Linked DNA regions of Mus musculus: region 2 is linked to region 1. The links are chromatin contacts, called in public Hi-C maps. All regions are on one chromosome and are shown on one strand. The core of a region is the stretch at or near the end of the contact, and the rest is flanking DNA. Distances in the headings are between cores, read along the strand shown. Region 1 overlaps Gm13266 (predicted gene 13266). Region 2 holds the start of Cacnb2 (calcium channel, voltage-dependent, beta 2 subunit).

Region 1 (4,834 bases), core at 1,530-4,029:
GACTTACTGTGGCAGATAGAGACAATGAGGAAGAATAAGCAAGTAGGCAAAGAGAAGATGTAGGAAAACAATGGCTAAGAAAAACGAGGTCATTCTAAAATTTTCCAGAATATTCCAGAAGAATGAATAAATCTACACAAATCTCAGTTCCTCCTCAGACCAGAACTCATTTCCACCTTCCTTCTTTCTTCTCCTCAACTTGAAGCACTCAGGGGCTCTTGGGAAGAAACAATGGCTACATCAGGCACTTCCTAGCCAGAAGAAAAGCAAAAGAAGTCACTGATGATCTGCAGCTGAGACACAGCCTCTAGAAGCCAGAAAACGGGGGAGGGCAACTGTTCTGAAAAGTGTACCTTATAATTCGAACAACTTAGTCACCAGATTTGGAGAACAGATAACGAGAGTGGGAGGAAGTACTGTGAAGCAGCAGTGGGGAAGCATTTAATAAAGCACAAAGTCCTTGAGCATCAATCACTGTGCTTTTGACAGAATCCACCCTCACTGAGCTGTCAGAAAATCAAAGGACAACTTACAGAATATGGCACATTGGCCCATGTTGTATGAGAAGGCAAATATAATCAACACACAGTGGAGAGAGATTTTGAATGCTATAGACTGTTTAAAAAAAGCAAACAAACAAACAAGCAAAAAAACAAAAAAACAAAACCCACTATAGAGTATGATTATATCAATTCTCATAGAACTCATAAAAACATGGCTTGATTCTGAAAAACGGCCATTTCTTGTCTAAACAACCTTTTTCATACTCTCACATACTTTTACCACTCTAACCACAGATTTAAGGGAAGAAATGCATTATTTTTAATTGACTCTGTAGGGGACAGATAAACATGGTAATAAAAACATGAGGACTCAAGCTACCTATGCAAATGACATCAACACCATACTGATCATTCAATACAGGAATCAATGTTATACCTTTTCATCAAAATAGAAGAAGAAAATGAAAAGTGTCTGTAACCCTAAAAATGTACCATCAAACCCCTACAGATCTGTGGACATTAATTTGGGGTTTGGAGAACCTTTTATAAATCTTAGAGCATAAACTATATCATGCTGGCATTATGAAGGATGAACTGGTTAGTTGTGAGCAATAGTAGAGGCAGTTAGTTATACTTGGGTAGCCATGGCAACTGTTAAGGCAGAAGGGAATATGATTGCAACTGGAAGGGAAGGAAGAATATGTAGACTTTGAGGGAAAGAAAAAAGCCAGGCTACACAGATCCTCATGGCTCTCAAAGATGGAGAAATAAGAGAAAGAAATATCAGTGGTTCTAAGCATAGGCCACTTAAGAGACACATAGACAGGTAGCACATACCTTTAATCCCAGCACTTGGAAGGCAGAGCAGGCAGATTTTTGAGTTCCAGGCCAGCCTGGTCTACAGAGTGAGTTCCAGGACAGCCAGGGCTATACAGAGAAACCCTGTCTCAAAAAACCACCCCCAAACAAAACAAAACAAAACAAAAACAAACAAACAAAAACATAAAACCCAAAAACCAATATATATATATAGACTTCAAAGGATTTGATCACATTGTGATATGTTTCTGTGCATGAATGTTCAAATGAAAGTCTATAAGAGGGGGCTGGAGAGATGGCTCATTGGTTAAGAGCACTGACTGCTCTTCCAACGGTCCTGAATTCAATTTCCAGCAACCACATGGTGGTTCACAACCATCTGTAATGGGGTCTGATGCCCTCTTCTGGTGTGTCTGAAGACAGCTACAGTGTACTCATCATATACATAAAATAAATAAATAAATAAAATCTAAAAAGAAAGTCTATAGGAGGAATATTTAGTGCCACCCCATGTGAGATTTGTAATTAGAAGGCATGAGCCTTGTAAGAACAAGAAGTGTCCATCACTTTCTTTAGGTTGGGGAAGTTTTCTTCTATTATTTTGTTGAAGACATTTTCAGGTCCTTTGAGCTGAGAATCTTCATTCTCTATATATTGCGATTATTCTTAGATTTGGTCTTTTCATTGTGTCCTGAATTTCCTGGATGCTTTGGGTTAGTAGTTTATTATGTTTTGAATTTTCTTTGACAGTTGTGTCAATCTCTTCTACTATATTTTCTACACCTGAGATTACCTCTTCTATCTCTTATATTCTGTTGGTAATACTTACATCTGTAATTCCTGGCCTAGGTTTTCCATTTCCAGGTTTGCCTCCATTTGTGTTTTCTTTATTGTTTCTACTTCCACTTTTAGGTCTTGGATCGCTTTATTCAATTCCTTCAGCTATTGATATTTTCCTTAAAGGATTCTATTATCTTCATGAGATAGGATTTTAGGAAAAATTCCTGATTTTCAGGTATGTTGGTGTATTTAGGGCTTGCTGTAATGAGAGAACTGGGTTCTGATGATGCCCACCTATTTTGGCACATCACAGTGCAAACTGAGAGGTCCAGGTTGCGGGCTGGGGACAACTGTGCTACTCAAAAAGTCATTGTGGAAAGCCATTTATAAGTGGTACTAGCCCTAAAATGACCATCCTTTCTAAAAGAGGAAGTAACAGATGAGATTTTCAGCAGTAATTTCAAGTAATTGCTACATTCTCTCCAAATGAAAGAAGTAACTTGGCTTTCTGCAAACGGGGTGGGGGTGGGGGCATTTACAGCTGTCCTTTCTCCAAGGGCCACCTGTACAGCCACCCTGACTGCATGTTGCCATTTGCCCCCACACACAAGATGGCCCACCCAAAGACACAGAAAGAACTTAAACCAAAAAGCTTGTTCCTCTGGTGTTCACCACAACTGAGTCAGCCAGCGATTAAAGAACAGCACATTTCTATGGTTGTCACAGAGGCTGGATTCTTCTGCTGGCACGAAGTATTCTAAAAGAGAATGGAAAATTACCCATTTACTTCAAAGAACCATGCTGATTTCCTAGAAATACATTGCACTTGCATGTTGCCAGGGGCAACTGATTAATTCACAGAGATCCTGCCTGTGACTGACAGCTTAAGAAAGGTAAGTTTATGTGAAGCAGATTTGAGATTGGGTATAATGGGTATGCAGAAAGACATCATGCAGTGTGCTAAACAATAGCAGATTTTAGATATGTGCGCACTGAGTCGATCAAAAGCTATTGCATCAGTTTGAGCTCTTGTGAGAATTTGCATGCAAGCATGGATAACTTCGAAGAAAAAGATTGACTGGAGGCATCGAAATAACTAAACAGATTCAGCTAATGCATTTTCACACAGGGAACAGATGTTGCCACATAAAATTCAATCCAAAACATTTTATCAGAAGTCTCTCAGATTAGGTTAAAAGTTGTATAAATAACACAATTCATTATGTGCCGTGAACTTCACAAATGCCAATAAATTGTTCCCATCAGCACATTTTACTATTTCTGGTTTTATACACTTATTTATTTGGTGTTTTTAGATAGGGTCTTCCTATGTAGTACAGGCTGGCCTTGAACTTATGACCTTTTTGTCTTCTGCCATCTAAGTGTTGGAATTACATGTATGTACTATTATTGCTGACACCAAACATCAAATCTTACATACTTATATATGTTGTGTCTTTACAGTGAATAAATACTGGGCATGAGAATAATTTTTATTTCCATTAATTTATTCTTTTTCAGAGGAAAATAAGCAACTGGTAAATCTTTTAACGATATATTTTCAACTTAAGGAATATCTCCAAAATGATCTGTTTATTGAGTGTAGTTTCCAGTGAATAATAATTTGCTGGCAAAGCCTGTTGCTTAACTGTAATCACTGTTGAGTCACAGGGTGGCTGAATCCAGATCACATACCAAGTTGGTCAGAAGCCATGGAAAATAACAGAAGCACACATAACTTCAGTACTGTATTACACTGGGGGGGAGGGAACTCAGATAAAATATGTGCTCGTCTGTCCTTTTGTATCATATACATTCCTATACAGTGGCCTATTGGCATGATAGTCACTTAATTTGCCTCTATATGTGAACCCTGGAAACCTGAAGGCCTTGGGAGCTGTGTGCTATCTATTACTCAACAAAAGTGCCCTGACTAACTGCATACTTGGATGTGTGCTTCCTTCACATCTAGCTAATCATCATACATTATCAACACCATGGGTAAGCTGACCATGTAAAAGACTGTAGAATACTTGCTTTACATATTTAAGATCCTGAGTTCAAGCCCTGGAATCACCAAAAACCATGAAACAACAAAAAGTGAAGTCCTAATATACCAACAAAAGAGATATGATTATGTAGGCACCAAATGAAGTCTATGGTACCATAAGTATTACTTACAGTTAAAGGCAGCTGACAGTCAAAAAGATTCAGGAAAAGATTTCTACTCTCCCTGTTCTACATAGAAGTTGAACATCAATCTCTCTGTAGCTGTAACCACTACCCCACACTTAGGCCAATGTAAGAAGCAGAGAGGAGTTCATATCAGTGGAGATCACTAGGGAAATGAACTATCACCAAGGAAACATTTATCTTCGGTTACTTCTTCCTGATGGTTACCAAACTGTTATTTGTAGACAAAGATCCCAAGATGATGGAGGAAGTTGTTTTCCTCTTCAAAACCATTATATTTATATTTATTATTATTATTATTATTATTATTATTAGTAGTAGTAGTAGTAGTAATAGTATCAAAGAAATCTTTATTCTGGCTGTATTTGTTTCCTTATCATTGGGATCTTTCATACTGCATTTGTTGTTCTGATTATTATGTGTCAGGAGGAATTTCTTTTCTAGTCCAGTCTATTTGGATTTCTGTAGGCTTCTTGTATGTTCATGGGCATCTCTTTCTTTAGGTTAGGGAAGTTTTCTTCTATAATTTTGTTGAAGAT
Region 2 (5,122 bases), core at 2,014-4,513, 69 kb before region 1:
GATTCCGGGCTTACCAAGTATCAAAGGAGTTCTACAATGCCAGGACTTAACAGTGTAACTTTGCCCTCACATAATGCTTGTAAGATAAACACAAATGAAGCAAACTTGCTTTCATTTTTAGGAGCCCCCCAAAGCAGGAGAGGTAGAACATTTAAACCTTCCTGGGCATATGTTTATTTATAAAATCCATTCCCCTCTTCCCCTCTATCCAGCGTCATATAGTCATGTGCTAATTCCTGTCTTGGTCTTTGAAATGTCTGATGCATAGGCCTAACATAGCCGTGGCCTTTTCCCTCTTTTGAGTTTAGATATTATTAGCCCTTGCCCAAACTGTTGTATATCTATTAACCTCCCCTTCTTCCCACTCTGCCTCTGCTCTCCAAACGATCCTAGAGAACATACATTCTCTGTGGATCTGTCCAGTGATCTGTCACATGGCTCCTTTTCTGAACCCTTTCCACAGATCTCTGTTATTCAAAGGCTCCAAGATGTGGCCTCAAATTGCCCTGTCAACCTGATGCCTGTCAACCTGATGTCAACCTGATGCATTCCCAAGCTAATCCTTCCCCTGCGTTCTGCTAACTCTAGAGATTACAAATGCATCCCATAGAGAAGACTCTAATTCCTATAATGGTATGTGGCTCCCATTATGTCTTTCAAAGTTCCTGTTGAAATCTAGCACTTTTTAAATGCCACCTCCCCTGTCAAGTACTGCAGATAACTCTAGACTGTGGCCTTTACTCTTTTTAACTCCTTGGATTCTTGGGTACCCCCACCCACACAAATGTCCCGTTTGTCACTTATGTAACTACAGGGATATAAATTCTTTGAAGGGTGAAAATTGTACCTGTTCACATTAGATTAATTTCCAATTGCAGTTGTACACGGGGTATTTGTTGTCTCGCATTTAATTAGAAATAATTAGGTAAATTACTACTCGTATCTGCATATAATCACTTTTTTCTTTTGACTTATCAGTACTAACTTTGAATAACAAGATTTCAAAAACTTTATTTTTAGCACGAGAATTAAAACTTTACAGAAAAAAAAAAAAAAAAAAAAACAACTGAAGAAACTTCCAGGAGAAGATAGACTTCCATTTCCTTCTTCCCTCAATATTCAAGCCCTTCATCTCTGCACAGCTGAGAGGCCTCTCCGTGCATCTTTTACCCTAGTCTCAGCTGGCAAGCAAGTATCAAGATAAAATCAGGAGCCTAAAACAAACGTGAGCCCTGTTGGGTTCAAATTCCGCTCCTCTGGCAGAACCTGGCCTGGCCGAGAGGGCTCTCCTTAATTACAGGTCTCCACTGGGCTTGGGAGCCAAACTCAGGCTGGCTGAAGCCTACCTGTTTTACCACCACAAAAGAAATGGACTTCTGATTTGTAAGCCCAAGTAGACTATACTTCTCCCCCATTGCTAATCAATGTAAATTGTGCATTCTAAGTTAGAACTGGCAGTTTCCAGTGGTCAATGAAAGTTCAATAAAGAGTCGACAAGAAGGCTTCAGCAGGTAACATCACTAGCTAGGAAGCCTGAAGATCTGAATTCAGTTCCTGAAATCCACATATCTAAAGAGAATCCCTTGGCCTTCTGCAACTTACCCTCTGAACTGGTACCCACAAGCTTTCAGCTTGCACACACATTAGCACACATGTAAATCAGTAGCAGCATGCAAACGTGCACACACACACACACACACACACACACACACACAATGGGTGGGGGGCTCAGCAGAGCTTGAATTATACTACATGGGGTTACCATCGGCACAGTACAGAAATGCTGCTGTCTGTTGCTGTCTACCAGAGCGGCAGCAACATATTTGTGACCTTTTTCGGACCGCCTCACTCCCACCCCTCTACTGCACAGTAAGACCTCGTCCCAGTGTATTTTATGTTATGTATTATTATTCATACAAATATCACAATTTACCATCTGGCAAATATGGACTTGACATGAGCAAGCCAAAGCCATTAAGCAGAGGAGAAATATTCTTCCTGGATTCACCCTAACCTCTTCCCAGCACTCTCCAAGTAGTTCAAGTGTCAGGTTTGAAGGCTTTACCCCAAGAATAAAAGTTGAGGAACTCCTTTCCGCCCAGATCTGGGGGTGTCTGGAATCCCAACTGTACCTGCCAAGGCTTTACGTAAAAGCCACCTTATCACACTCCACGCCTACAACCGACATCTCCTATTTCACAATGAGCAGCAGGACAGAATTTTTCCAGAAACCGCTAATACTCATCAGAGAAAGGAACCCAGGAGCCGCTAGAATGGCATGCCATTTCGGGGTAAACAGAAACAAAAACTTTCTCACCCACAACACTCTGCTCTCTTCTTCCAGCAAAGAAACAAGGGTCCAGGCAAACCCTGGAAAGAGGACAGCTAGCTGAACTGTCTGGGTGGCACAGCGCCCCAGGTGCTGAGGGGGGTTGGGGCTGCTCTCCGGGGAGAAGGCAAGGGGATCCACGCCCACCTTGACCCCTGCATAACACCTCACCTCCCTGCCTAGCTCCCAATAGAGACCACCAGAGGCAGCGGCGGAAACAGCGATGCAGGATGCGGATCCCTTTCCCGCCCGCCCGGACTCACGATCTTGAGCCGGTCCAGTCCACTCGCCTGGTCCATGGCTCTCCATGTGCTTCTCCAGGGCAGGGGCGCGGACAGCCAAGCGGCGTGGCCCGGGAAAAGCCGGGGAGGAGCGGCAGGTCGTCCTCGCCCCTTCCCACTGGCTTTTCAGAAAGCAAAGGGGGCAAAATCAAAAGAAAACAAAACAAAAAAACCCAACCAAACAAACAAACAAAAAAATGGAAGCCGGAGCAGAGCCCGTGGAAGGCGCGCAGGGGCAGGGTCCCCCAGCAGCACCGGGATGGGCGGGAGGAGGTGGCGAAGGAGACCGGAGCAGGAGGGGGAGGCGCGGTTCGCGATGAGGGAGAGGAGGCAGCGGGAGGGACTGAGGTCGGGGCTCTGAGGCTCACAAAGCCAGCAGAAGGCGCGGCGCAGTGGCTACCTGTGCTCCGAGCGCCCCCGCGGGAGCCGCGCTCTCCAGCAGCTCCATCTGGCTCTCCTGCGCCACCGCCGCTACGGGAGGCGACTTGGACGTGTCGCTTTGGACCATCGGCAAAAAGTCGACTCCAAGGCTGCGGGTCCCCTCCTCCACGACCCGGGTCCCCCGCTCCTCTTCGCCCCAGGATCGGAGGCTCTCAGTGCGCGCGACGCCGCTGAAGCATGTTGCAAAGCCTAGACTAGGCGGTGGCGCAGGCACGAGGCTGGGTGGCCGGGGCGAGGGGCGCCAGTTCTTTGGAGCTTCTGGGCCCGCGAGCGGCGGAGGCTGGGACTGCTGGGCGGGCTGGCTCCAGGGAAGGTCCCCGCCAGGAGGAGGGCGCTCCGGGAGCACGAGCCAGGGGGGAGGCGCGTCGGAAAGCGAGAGTGACAAACCACCGCCACTCCGAAAAGTTCTTCGCGGGAGGCGCGGGCCGCGTGGGCTCCGACTCAGCTGCGGCCCGTCGCCGTGGCACTCGCGCTGGAAAGTTTTCGAAGCCACGAAAGCCAGCCAGTCGCAGCTCCCTAGGGAGGTAACTGGCCCAGCTGCTCAGTTCACCTCCTCTTCCTGGAGTCCAGAGGAGGAAAAAGATCCACAGGGTTAGACCCTAAACTGAAACTCTCCATGATTCGAAAAAGGCTACAGACAGACCCCGAACTTCTGCAAAAGCATGAGTGAAAGCACTCGAGGAGTCAGAAAACAAGTGCCAGTGATGAACTAAGACTTCCTCCCACATGGTCCTGACCTGACAATTGGTTCTACTACACCTGTGCCCTAGCTTTTTGGTTTGTGATGGCCTGTTTTGTTTTTGTTGTCTTTGCTAGGAGCTTGTCTTTGCTAGCAGACTATATCGTTCCCGCCCCCAGCGCACCCCCTCCCCGCAGTTGAGAAGTCTTAGTGTAACCGTTGAGACAAAAATAAGCAGGTTTTTAAGGACCCCGAAATTCTTGGTAAGAGGGTAAAACCGGAATAATGGTTCGCTTGTAGTTGGATGGGTGGAGAGGTAGGGAGGAGATGGAGGAGGGGAACCATGATCAGAGTACATTGTGTGAGCTTTCAATTAAAAACAAAGAAACTAAAAGGAGGGGAGGGGAAGAGGGGCACGGGGAGGAGGGGGACGATGAGAAGGAGAAGAAGGAGTGGGGAGGAGGAAGAGGAGGGAGAGGAGGAGGAGGAGGAGGAGGAGGAGGAGGAGGAGGAGGAGGAGGAGAAGGAATTATTTTCCGTTCTAGTATTGCTCATAAGACGCTGCTTTGCTTTGACAACCTTTCTTGCACTGAAAAAAAAATCTACATACAAATTTTCTAGGTAGCACTCACCGAGCAGAAACAAAGTATAACAGTTGTGCAAGCTGAAATACACACAGAGACCTTTTACTAAGGTAAACTTTGTATACTGTGTTTGACTATGATGATGAAATACAGTACCGTGTTCTTCTTAAACTGAGCTGTTTTCATTAAGCAGATGTCTACCATACACTGGATTGAGCCAGAATTTTTTTGTTTTTGTTTTTAAAGGAAGGAAAAAAAAAAAAACAGATCTCGGTATGTTTAAAGATTTAAGCATATACAAAGTGCCGTTGGTTTTCCAAATCTTCAGTCTTATTGCCATTTGGATTACATGTTACTAATGTTAACTAAGACCTAAGTATTAGCTTCCTTTTTTTACCTGGGGGAGGGGGTGACCTCTGACAGGAGCTTGATAAAGCTGTCTCCTGAGCAGCTCTGCCAGTGCCTGACAAATACAGAAGTGGATGCTCACAACCAACCATGGGACAGAGCACAGGGTTCCCAAAGAAGGAGCTAAAGAAAGAACCCAAGGAGCTGAAGGGGTTTGAAGCCCTATAGGAGTAACAACAATATGAACTAACCAGTACCCCCAGAGCTCCTTGGGACTAAACCACCAACCAACGAAAACACATGGTGGGACTCATGGCTCTAGCTGCATATGTAATTGAGGATGGCCTAGTCAGTCATCAATAGGAGGAGAGGCCCTTGGTCCTGTGAAGGTTCTATGCCCCAGTATAGGAGCATGCCAAGGCCAGGAAGCAGAAATGGGTGGGCTGGTGAACAGGGGAAG

What was found. Hi-C and Micro-C count contacts between places; a contact is called where the count stands out from the background.
Region 2: a contact with region 1 is called in a Hi-C map of cortical neurons, with 2.3 times the contacts expected there. The contact joins the promoter of Cacnb2 here to the enhancer-like site in region 1. A contact is called at or near these places in 1 of 39 promoter capture datasets (hippocampal neurons), 9 of 484 Hi-C or Micro-C datasets (cortical neurons, forebrain, uterus and 1 more), 1 of 115 datasets of contacts at active chromatin or transcription factors (neural progenitor cells) and 2 of 9 other capture datasets (adipose tissue and pancreatic islet).

What each region holds. Positions count from the first base shown.
Region 1 is chr2:14,533,511-14,538,344 of GRCm38.p6, reverse strand. All of the region lies in intron 3 of Gm13266 (predicted gene 13266), which reads right to left. Among named protein-coding and RNA genes, the nearest start is that of Gm13266, 23 kb to the right of the region's middle. Within about 2 kb of position 2,779, at least 40 of the 459 cell types and tissues checked have an H3K27ac peak or open chromatin away from gene starts, as enhancers often do. A contact at or near this core is called in cortical neurons, forebrain and hippocampal neurons, where this site is marked.
Region 2 is chr2:14,602,447-14,607,568 of GRCm38.p6, reverse strand. Cacnb2 (calcium channel, voltage-dependent, beta 2 subunit) reads right to left here and starts at 3,263. Exons shown (of 14, transcript NM_023116.4): 1 at 3,011-3,263. The coding sequence starts at 3,118. Gm32741 (a long non-coding RNA gene) reads left to right here and starts at 2,984. Exons shown (of 4, transcript XR_374017.4): 1 at 2,984-3,993; 2 at 4,352-4,424.